Regions from separate parts of the Anser cygnoides genome. Here all the other regions are linked to region 1. Evidence: chromatin contacts called from public Hi-C data. All regions are on one chromosome and are shown on one strand. Each heading gives the region's core, a stretch centred on a gene start, on an enhancer-like site or on the middle of the called end of the contact. The rest is flanking DNA. Distances are from core to core; before and after follow the strand shown. Region 1 has its middle 36 kb from the start of BCL6. Region 2 overlaps LPP (LIM domain containing preferred translocation partner in lipoma). Region 3 overlaps LPP (LIM domain containing preferred translocation partner in lipoma).

Region 1 (3,199 bases), core at 370-2,869:
GAGAGCCCAGTGGTGGCCAGGGGAGGAAGAGAGGTGCTGCCAGGACAGCTTTTGGTGACGGTCCCCCAGCAGTGATTTTGTCACTCAGCCTCCCACGTGTGTCGGGTGCCTCTGCCTCGGGCACATGGGCCTTGCACCTCTGCGTTGCGTGCCACCCGTGTGGGCTGCCCGGCCCCACTCCTCTTGCCCCACGGCCTGGCAGGCATTACAACACATGTCGTGTGTGGAAACACTCCCCAGCGTTTGGGCAGATGTACTTCTTCTCATGTCTTCTGGGGCCTCGGTGACTCCTTCCTTCAGGAGACAGCGTTGTCTCCTCACACCGTCCTCCCCGATCCCTTCGTTCAGGACTTTGCAAAAGTCATAGTAAGCTTTGTTTTCCTGCTTGTTCCCAGACATCTCTTTAGAAATGTCACAAGCAGAGACATTCCCAAAGAGCTCTCAGGTATCAAGAAAGAAACGAAGTCAGTAAACAGCCTCCACCGGGCTCTGAGCAACATTGACTTCCCCGAAGAGGAAGATGAGGTTTTCCTTTGAGGCAGCTAATGGCTGTCTCTGCCTGCTGGGAGGAGGTGCAGGCTGGAGTTTCTTCTGGGTATGAGAGACACCAGTAAGATGAGTAATGCAAAAATCACCATTTGTTGAGGTTGAAGCAGTCACCTCAGTCTGAGGACAAACATCCCAGTTACATTTCTCTCTGCAGTACTGGGGAGCACTGGGATCCTCATGGTCACTGGTATGGTCAGTGGAGGCCCAGGACTGCTCCAGAGTCAGGCAGGGCCTCTGCAGTCATGATACCTGCAAGCCTAGGACCAACAGACCAAAGCCACTTGAAGACTTCCTCCAAAAACCTTTCCCAGAGCTGACCTCTCTCTGGAGTGCTGTCTGGGTGCCTCACCAGCACCACTGGGAGCTGCAGCATGGGGCAACTGGATGGTGCAGCACCCACGGGGAGGCACCCAAAACAGAGGAGAGCCTTCGGTGGGACTCACGTGCCGGCTTTGCTGCCTGCTATAGGGGCTTGCCAGAGAAGGGGGTGTTTCACCCGAGCTGTGGAGGCTTGGCAGGTAATAACTGGAGGCATGGGAACATTGATGCAACATGAGCTAGGAAGGTACATAAGGTCAGGACTTTTTAGAAGTCCTGCTTTGTTTTTTCAAGTGACTTACAGAAGATCTGCATTAGTGTGTAGATGGACACTAATGGCTTTGCAGATTTTCATGTCATTCTGGAAAGTCCTGTTTACTTTCATTTGGCTGGTGAAGCTTCTTCCAGGCACACAGGTAGGAGAAAGGAAATATTTTCATGGACTTATTTCCAAGTGGCATCGGCATGTGCCTTTACATGATTGACAGAGGAGATGCAGAACCCTGACATAGTGGGCTGCTGGTGATCAGAGATGTTCTGCTAATGCAGTAAACCATGGCTGTGATTTTTCTAGTCTTTGTGAGGGTTAAGGGGAGGTCAGTGCACATGGATGTGATAAGGACACTTGTGGTAGATGTTCTGAACAGCTGGAGAGCCTGGGCTGATGCAACTGCACAAGAGCAGGTAGTTGTGGATGCATAGTGTTCCTGCTCTGAGCCTAGGGCCATGGTAAGAAATGCACATGTTTGTGCATAAGGCCTTTATTACAATGACCTCACCCATATGTATGCATTTTAATCATGCCAGTGAATGCCGGCTGTGTTTATTTTTAATACAGCGCTTGTTTTGATGTTACAATTGTGATGGTGTGGATCTAATGTTGGTGACTCTTCATCTTAGGCCTTAAAATCCAGAGCTGAAAGTGAAAAGGCACTTTGCATTACTTTAAAATACAAAAGGGAATGTCCCTGGGCAAATTAGTCCTTCATTTCCATTCTAGACTGTAGTCAGCTGTCTGCTGCCTGGAGTCCACAGCACACAAGTAGCTCTGGAGGTCACCCGAGGTCCCTTCTCCTGCAGCCTCCCGCAGCCAGCTGATAGGTGATGGAAAGGCAAACAGACTTTCGGGGGAATGTTCGCTTATACCCTGACCTTCAGTATGACCTCAGGGGTTAAACACAGTATTTGCAAGCCCTGTATTTTATTTAACGTGCTGTTAATTCCCTCTTTCTTGCCCTGGATAGCTCCAAAAAAATCCCCAAGAGGAAAGAATATATTCTAATTCCCAGGTCTAGCAGGGCTTTCCATTAGCCATGGTGGTGGAGTACTTGTTACAGTAGCAGTTTCCACGAGCTTTTCATAGAGGAGAGGTGTTAAAAAAAAAATGAAAAAGAAAAAAGGTCACTGGAGATGTTGGCAGCCAGTCTGTGTGATGGAGCCCCAGGAAGACCAGGGATTTCTGACTTCAGCCTTGCTCTCTCCTGCATAGTGTTGCTGCTGGATCTGCAGAGATCTCACGGTTTTGTAATGCATGACGTGTGCTGGTGATAGACAGGCAAGCCAGCGAGCCGAAGGCAAGCTGCCAGCCTTCCCTTCACTTTGAATGCCCTTGGCTGTCCCGAGACTAGTTCCAAAACATTTAAATCGCTTAAGTGTGCAGTGATGTGTTTTAATTAATGCAGAAGAAGGGGGCAGTAAAATACAGGTCCCTTCAGTACTAATTTGGCCTCGCAGTTGAGGCACAGGTGCTAGAAAGCCAGCAGTGCCTGGATCTGCCTCTGCCTTACTGCAGCATGCACAGTGCTCAGCTTCCCCTGCCTCGGTGGGGCTGACAGTGCTGTCCTGCTACCAATAGGACAAGGTGTGCCATGGGGAAGGTGAGTTTAGTACACAGGCAGTCATGATACCTTCTTGGTGCTCTGTCTAGGAAACAAGCTCTGCAAAGCAGTTAGTTTATTATTAAAAAGCTGGACCTGGAGACAAAGGGCTTCCTGTGACACGCTTTGTGACAAGCTTTACGGTGGAGATTCCTCCAGAGTCCTCCATCCAAAGTGAAGCATCATACGAAGAGGTTCCTGCTCCCCTGCTCCCATCACGGGGTGGGTGGGTGGGAGGGGGGGGCACACAACCGTCACACGGTTACACAACTTGCCCAGGAAATGCGGCATCAAATCAGGGCTTCACTTACGCAGTCCAGAGGTCCCCTCTTTCATCAGAAACAAACAAACAAACAAACAAACAAAACCACTTTTGCGGAGCTCTAAAGAAGGAGTATTTCTGGGTCCAGTATTTTCCCCACGAGCACTGTGGGGAAAAGCAACGTGGAAAACTT
Region 2 (3,199 bases), core at 235-2,734, 340 kb after region 1:
AAATTACAGTTTGAAAACCTGGTCTTTTGTTCAACTCCCATTGACTTTGAACGAGCCAAAATTTCACCTGTGATACAGTACGCACCTTTTTTTTCCTCTGAAATGAAACTGAGTCAGATCAAAGGCCTTTTGCATCCTTGTATTTTTTATTCTTCCTGCAAATTACATTCTCATACTTGACCAGAGCCCCAGTAAAACATGCCTGCACTAATTCCAGAAACGAGCAGCGCAGAACTGTACACACTTGGTGTAGTGTGCGGAGCCATTCCTTCCTTTTTGCCTTGCTGTCTCAGAGGATCGCAGTTCCAGTAGCTGGATGCTCTTCTATATACGAGATGAGTTTAGAAACAAAGTCCCAAGATACAATTTTCTGCATCTGTGTTAGGCACCAAGACGAGTGATTCAATCTTCTAAATGCTGGTCTCATAGCATTTCCAGCAAGCTTCACTGAACTGCACAGCTTCATAATTCAGATGCTGTTATGTGCGTGTGTGTGTGTCTGTAAATATCTCTACTTTATGTATGTTTGTATACTGTATGTATTGTATGTGTGTATACAGCACACTCTGGACTATATTCTTGCAGAATCTTCGTCTTGTTCTCCCAACAACTGTTTTTCTGTGGGTACCTAAAGCAGAGCATGGAAAGGGTATGCTACCAGGACTGAGGCTGAAGGAGGGAAAATAGGACATAGCAAGCATGCCCAAGTGAAAGAAGTAATGTAAGTTTAATGCAAAGAGTTCCCAGAGATTGACCTCTTCTGTATCAGGCCTAAGGCCCTTCGTAGGTCTTGAAAGCATTTTCAGTACCACCAGTGCCTCAGATGAGTTTACTTTAAACTACAAGGCAAACCTATAAAGCCTTTTCTGTGTAACTGCTAGAGGATCTCGGAAAACTAATTTCCACATCAGAGTGCAGTGAACTATGACACTTGGCTTAAGAGAGCGCCAGTAGCTTGCTATCCTGCGTGTGGAACAGCACACCGAGCAGCGCAGAGCAGACTGCAGGTCTGTGCTGGCTACAAGCCACGCTAACAATAACGAGTTCTGCAAATGCCTCTCTAGTCGTGCATATTTTAAAACATAATTTTAATAACTGAAGGCTTAATACTATACTTCCAAAGTCTTAATGTTGTTTACACAACATACAAATTAGACCAATTCTGACAAGCCCTGACCCTCTGTCAGGTGCAGTTATGAGCTTGTTCTGTAACAGCACCGGACTTTCAGGAACTGCAATAAACAAACACATGAAATAAAAAGCCCTGTGGTGAACTCCAACCAGGGCAGTAGATCAACTGGAGGCTGTCTGCCTGCTGCAGAGCACCGCTCCATCTTCTCTGATGAATCACCGCCTTGCGAATGGCATTAAAAAAACATGAGCCAGAGAGCAAAAAGGGTGTTATCTAGATGTAATGAACTCCTGAACTGACGTGGAGAACGTGGCATGCTGACAAGGTGTCATCAGCTATGAAGCAGGACAGGCCCCCTCACCTCTAAAGCCCAGCGATAGGTATCACAAAAAAACCACTGCTATCTGAAGCAGGATCTGTGGAGCCAGCCGCGCATGGTTGCCCCATTAACATTTCATGTGCAAAGAGATGAGGCTGCGAATGCTTAAAAGTCTCCCAGTGGCTAAACTGCAAGGCTTTTCTATTTTCTTTAATTGAAGACTTAGCACGCAAGCCTGTGTGCGCACATAATCTTCAGCCTGGAGATTTCAAGCTGTTAGGTAAATGAAATATTTCAATGAGAACTTTTGGGGGTTTTGTCACTGGTTCCTGCTAGCCCTTAGTAAATTAGGAATAAATACTTGCAAAGAGAGTTTCATTTTTCTTTAGCACTATTGTGTGATGGCATCTGGACAGATAATGCAGCCACGAAGTGGAACTCCTTTATAAAGAAGTGCAAGTAGGAGCTCTTCTGAGGCTTGCAGGCAGAACCCTGCAGCTTCATATCAGTAGTCAGCAGTATTTCAAACAGTGAGAAGATAATGGTCACTCTGAAAGGTGAGAATTGGATTTCAGCGGTGGGATTTCAAAGCCAGGTGCCATTCCAGCAATTGTGACCACAGCTGGCTGCAGGAGAGTCACAGAGAAGGGAGGCCTGGGTCAAATCACTCTTAAAGACTTAGTGCATCTGTATGGTTGTAAAAAAGGTTTTTAAAGTGGGGAATGAATATAATCTTCAACTGCTACCAGGAGGACTTGCTAAAAAGATGCAGGGCAGTATCAGCCAGACAAGTTGTGGACAGATGTCTGATTTTTTCAGTGTATTAGTGCCTACAAAACACAAGTATTCTGCTTCACTTTAATTTTCCTCGCTTGCAATTAAGTGAATGTGGATGTCTCTCATGCTTTTCTGCTCACCTTGAAACACTGAACCACTCTGGTTGTCAAAGGGTGCTCAGTGGTTTTTAAAAAGCCAAGTTCCTTTGAGATGTCTGGCAGCAAGGCGTATCAGTGTCTTCATCAACTGTTGGTTTAGTTTTTTTTTAACGTGATTCGAAGTGCTGCGAGGTGCTAATCAACTTATTTTTTAGTCTGTCCTGCCCTCTTGTGAAACCAGATGTTGCGCTTAAACCCTGAGAAGGGGAAAGTGAACCCAACCAGTGTTATCTGTAGATGAGAAGCTTGCAAAAAAAGTAATGCAAACTGCACAAATGGAGAAAAATCTGATAAGTCTATGGTCTAAGGCATTCCTTCAACACAGACAAGTCTTTAAAGGCATGTCTTTTTTAAGTGCCACCCCACTGTAAATGGCTCTTGCTAGCCACCAACATCCACTCTGCCGCTCAGCTGAGCTCCAGCTGTTCAGATCCTTCCTGCTTTGTGAATTAATGTAAGGGACAAACGTAAGGGACAAATGTAAGGGACAAAAGCTGTTGAGAGAAGAGACGAGGGGAGGAGGCCGGGCAGCCCTGCGGCTCGCACGCAGCTGCCGGCAGCGGCTCTTTCAGCATTGGACAGAGCTCTGCAGGGCGGCCGGGACAGGACGGGAGAGCGAACTCCCCGGGCTGTGTCGGGCACCAGAAACACTTCCAGGGGCATGTAGCATTGGGCCAGACCTTGCTGAGATCTGGGAGAGTTTCATCACAGGTAAAGCAGCACCAGTGAAGAAGAAATCACAGCAGCTTCCCTGGGGAAAAGCTTCTCCAGAATGTAGTTCTGGCTGGATGGGGACTTCAGGAACGCGCACCT
Region 3 (3,199 bases), core at 523-3,022, 290 kb after region 1:
CAGGCTGACCACGGGGCTGTGTTCAGCAGGCTGTGACACTTCTGCAGTGGTGACAGGGACTGGGAATTGCACAGGCTGTTTTAACAACGGGGTCACCTCAGAGAGCTGCACTCCTGGCTGCAGCACGCCGGCTTTGTACTCTTTGTAAAACCCGTGTAGATTACAGAAGTAGAAAAGGAAGTGTCCCATCTGGAGCCATTTCAGTGGGTTCCTCCCAGCAGGCGAGAAGCAAAGCCTTTACATCCAGGAAACTCTCTTCCTCCCGCGGTTCCCGTCCCCAAAGGCGGTGACAATCCCGCCTCGCGTGGGTGGCGGTGGAGATGGTCCCAAGGTTAAAGCTTTCTAGGAGCGCTGCCGCAGGCGTGCTGGCTGCTAGCGGGGCACGTCTGTCACGCTGTCCCTGCCACGCCTGCGGGCAGAGGAGCGTGCACAAGGCAGGGATGTTCAGCCGCGTACGTGTGAGTTGAGAGGCGTAGCCAACAGATGAGCTCATGGATGTTTGGATTTGGCCTACGTGTACAAGCAGGGGAACCTTCCTGTGTTCATCAGCTCCAGCCGGCGCGTGCAGCGAGCTGACACTGTTCTGATTAGCAGATGCTTGAATTGGTTGCATCTGCTGGTATGTATTAAAGCATAATCCTTTTGATAAGAGCATGTCCGTGAAGGTTTTTAAAGGAAATTTAAAAAGATCCAAGATTATCAGCTCATCACAGATGAACAGGATAAGAGTGACCTTTGCAGGGTATTATTTCTTTCTGTTGTGCTATCATCAGAGTGAAAATAAAACACCACCACTCCTGCTTTTCTTTTTTTCTGGATAACCAAGTTCACAGAAATCTTGGGAAGGTTTGTTTTTCCCTCTTTTTTTTTTTTTTTAATTTCTGCATCCATTTGGGTTTTCTGCCTACGTGCTTGGCTCCACCACCTAGATGACGACTGGTGTTGGATATATTGGACTTTAAAATCTGTGCAGGCATCTCAAACTTGTGTGTGGATAAAGGCAAACATTTACTTTGGGATCAGTGATAAAAAAACAAATAGTACCTCATAATTTGGTCTTTTTTCCTTCTGCATTCGTGATTGTTTTGTTGTGAGTGGTTGAGAGCTGGGCTCTTGCTTTCTAGAGCTGTTCAAGGCCTTCTACCTATTGTTGTGTTTTGTTTTCTATCTTTTTCCCCACAATGGGACCAGGCTGCTGTATACCATCAGCTCAGGAAGCCTGTCATCATTTCCCCATCCTCAGTGTTTGGCACTCGCAGTGGTTTGGCACTCATCTCAAAGGGACCCAGCGCGCTTCACAAGCTGTCCACGTGTCCGGCCAGCAAAGTGCAGCCGCCGCTGGGGCAGAGACCTGCGCTTCGCCGGGCCACTGGCTCTGCTCGCATCCTTACACAGGTCGATGCATCTGAGTGCTTCGGCGGCATTAGATTTACCACTGCGACAGCCCTGTGAAGTACAGAAGCATGCTCTTTCCCAGGTGAGGGAGAGACCGAGGCACTGGGAGATGAGATGACTTGGTTTGTGCAGGGTCACCAGAGGAGCTGAGGGCAGACCGTGGGCTCCCCGCCACCATGTCACTGATTTATCCTCCTCTTGTAGCACGTGTGGATTGAGGGACAGAGAGTACATGGGGACATCTCCTCTCAAGAGGCACAGAGAGGGGTCTCAGGTGTGGGGTGATACATCAGTGTCTCTCTCAGAGTGTGTGAACCGGGCAGAGGCAATAAAAACCCTTAGCTTTCTTCTGTTGGAGGGTGTTGCTTGATACACAGCTACAGTTTTGTGATCTTGCTGCCGTGTCTTGTGAGTAAATCCTGAAGGATTCAAACCCCCAGGCCCAGAAATCTGTAGCCCCCTGGACCTATAGCATCACTGATGTCACCAGCACTTGAGGAGTGGGAAGTTGTTTTCCCCACCTGTGTAATTCTGAAGGAATTTTATGAAGTTGCACTTAGTCCTGTGGCACAAATCAGTGATTTTTTTGCCCTCTGCAAAGAAATAGCTGGCACATTTGGAAATGAAAGCACATGGATTATTTCTTCCCACCATCAATGTCTGTCAATTGGCTCCTCCAGATGTACAAATTGAGTCCAGCATCTGCTTTCAAGGGTCTGAGGGAGGGGTACGTGCATGTAAAAATCAGTGGCTGGGGAGGAGGGAGCAGACCTGTGTCCCTCGGGGAGCTGCGGTGTGGAGCTGGTCCTCCTCACCTCCCCATGGCCCATGGGCTGGCCCCAGGCACACGCAGGGAGCTCCAAGCTCCAAGCCCACTGCGTGTCAACCTGAACTTTTGCTCTTCCAATCTGTACTGTAACCAGGATCCCTGACCTGAAAGGCGGATTGTTTGGCTGATACACACAGATAAGTGCCAAGGCTAATTCTAGGAGAAGGGAAGCAGGAGGGGCGGTCAGGAGAGGTAAGGAAGGAGAACAGGAAGGGTCAGTCTGCTCAAGATGCAAGGCACAAGTCCATAGGAAATGAGGCTTCCTTTGCTCTGCTCTTGATGGTTGCTGTTCCTTTTGTGTTGGCTGTTTCTCCTCTGCACACCCTAGGAACCAGCTGCGTTTCCCTCCCAGTCAGGGAAAGGAAATAGCTCAGAGCCAAGGGAACAGCACAGCAACTTAGAGAAACACCTGCATGGCAATGCATCACTTGGGACTTTGCTCCCACTGTGCCTGCACTGGATGTCTGCCCCAGGCCATTCCCACCACAATGGGAGTGATGATTTTGTGCTTTGTGTGTTACGCCTGCAGCAAGGAGAGCGTTGCCTCGATAGTTGCCTTTCAGCTTAACTCTATCCAGAGACCACCAAAGGGCTGGCACTGATGCTGCTGATGTGAGTTCCTGTTGAGTTGTGCTCTTGAAAAGAGGAGGGCAACTAATTTCTGTGGTTGCAGTTTCTAAATACATTTGAAAGGTGAAGGCTTAAATATTCTAGGGAGCCCTAGCATTTATAGTATGGCCTTTACAAGTTTATCTTGGTTGCTTCCTGGTGCCAGTTTGCGTAAGCTGTTGCAGATTTCGCACATTTATCTTTGTAATGCCTTAAGGAAGGAGAGATTTGATTCTTCTTCTGTTCTACAAATGAAAAGCTGAAGCAGAGCTGATGCACAGAAATGCAGCTCATTGTAAAGGAGGGCTTTGGACATAGATCTGTGACGTTCTGGGGTAGTTCTGTCATTTGCTGGTCTGTCCTGTC

Evidence for each region. A called contact is a pair of places that touch in the nucleus more often than the background predicts.
Region 2: a contact with region 1 is called in a Hi-C map of liver, with 1.7 times the contacts expected there. The contact joins two enhancer-like sites. A contact is called at or near these places in 2 of 7 Hi-C or Micro-C datasets (both in liver).
Region 3: a Hi-C map of liver shows a contact between it and region 1, with 2.9 times the contacts expected there. The contact joins two enhancer-like sites. A contact is called at or near these places in 2 of 7 Hi-C or Micro-C datasets (both in liver).

The regions. Positions count from the first base shown.
Region 1 is chr9:16,302,826-16,306,024 of Taihu_goose_T2T_genome, reverse strand. It overlaps the pseudogene LOC136791464. Among named protein-coding and RNA genes, the nearest start is that of BCL6, 36 kb to the left of the region's middle. Within about 2 kb of position 1,619, at least 2 of the 3 cell types and tissues checked have open chromatin away from gene starts, as enhancers often do. A contact at or near this core is called in liver, where this site is marked.
Region 2 is chr9:15,962,761-15,965,959 of Taihu_goose_T2T_genome, reverse strand. The region is part of intron 8 of LPP (LIM domain containing preferred translocation partner in lipoma); the gene reads left to right. Among named protein-coding and RNA genes, the nearest start is that of LPP, 230 kb to the left of the region's middle. Within about 2 kb of position 1,484, at least 1 of the 3 cell types and tissues checked has open chromatin away from gene starts, as enhancers often do. A contact at or near this core is called in liver, where this site is marked.
Region 3 is chr9:16,017,279-16,020,477 of Taihu_goose_T2T_genome, reverse strand. All of the region lies in intron 7 of LPP (LIM domain containing preferred translocation partner in lipoma), which reads left to right. Among named protein-coding and RNA genes, the nearest start is that of LPP, 170 kb to the left of the region's middle. Within about 2 kb of position 1,772, at least 1 of the 3 cell types and tissues checked has open chromatin away from gene starts, as enhancers often do. A contact at or near this core is called in liver, where this site is marked.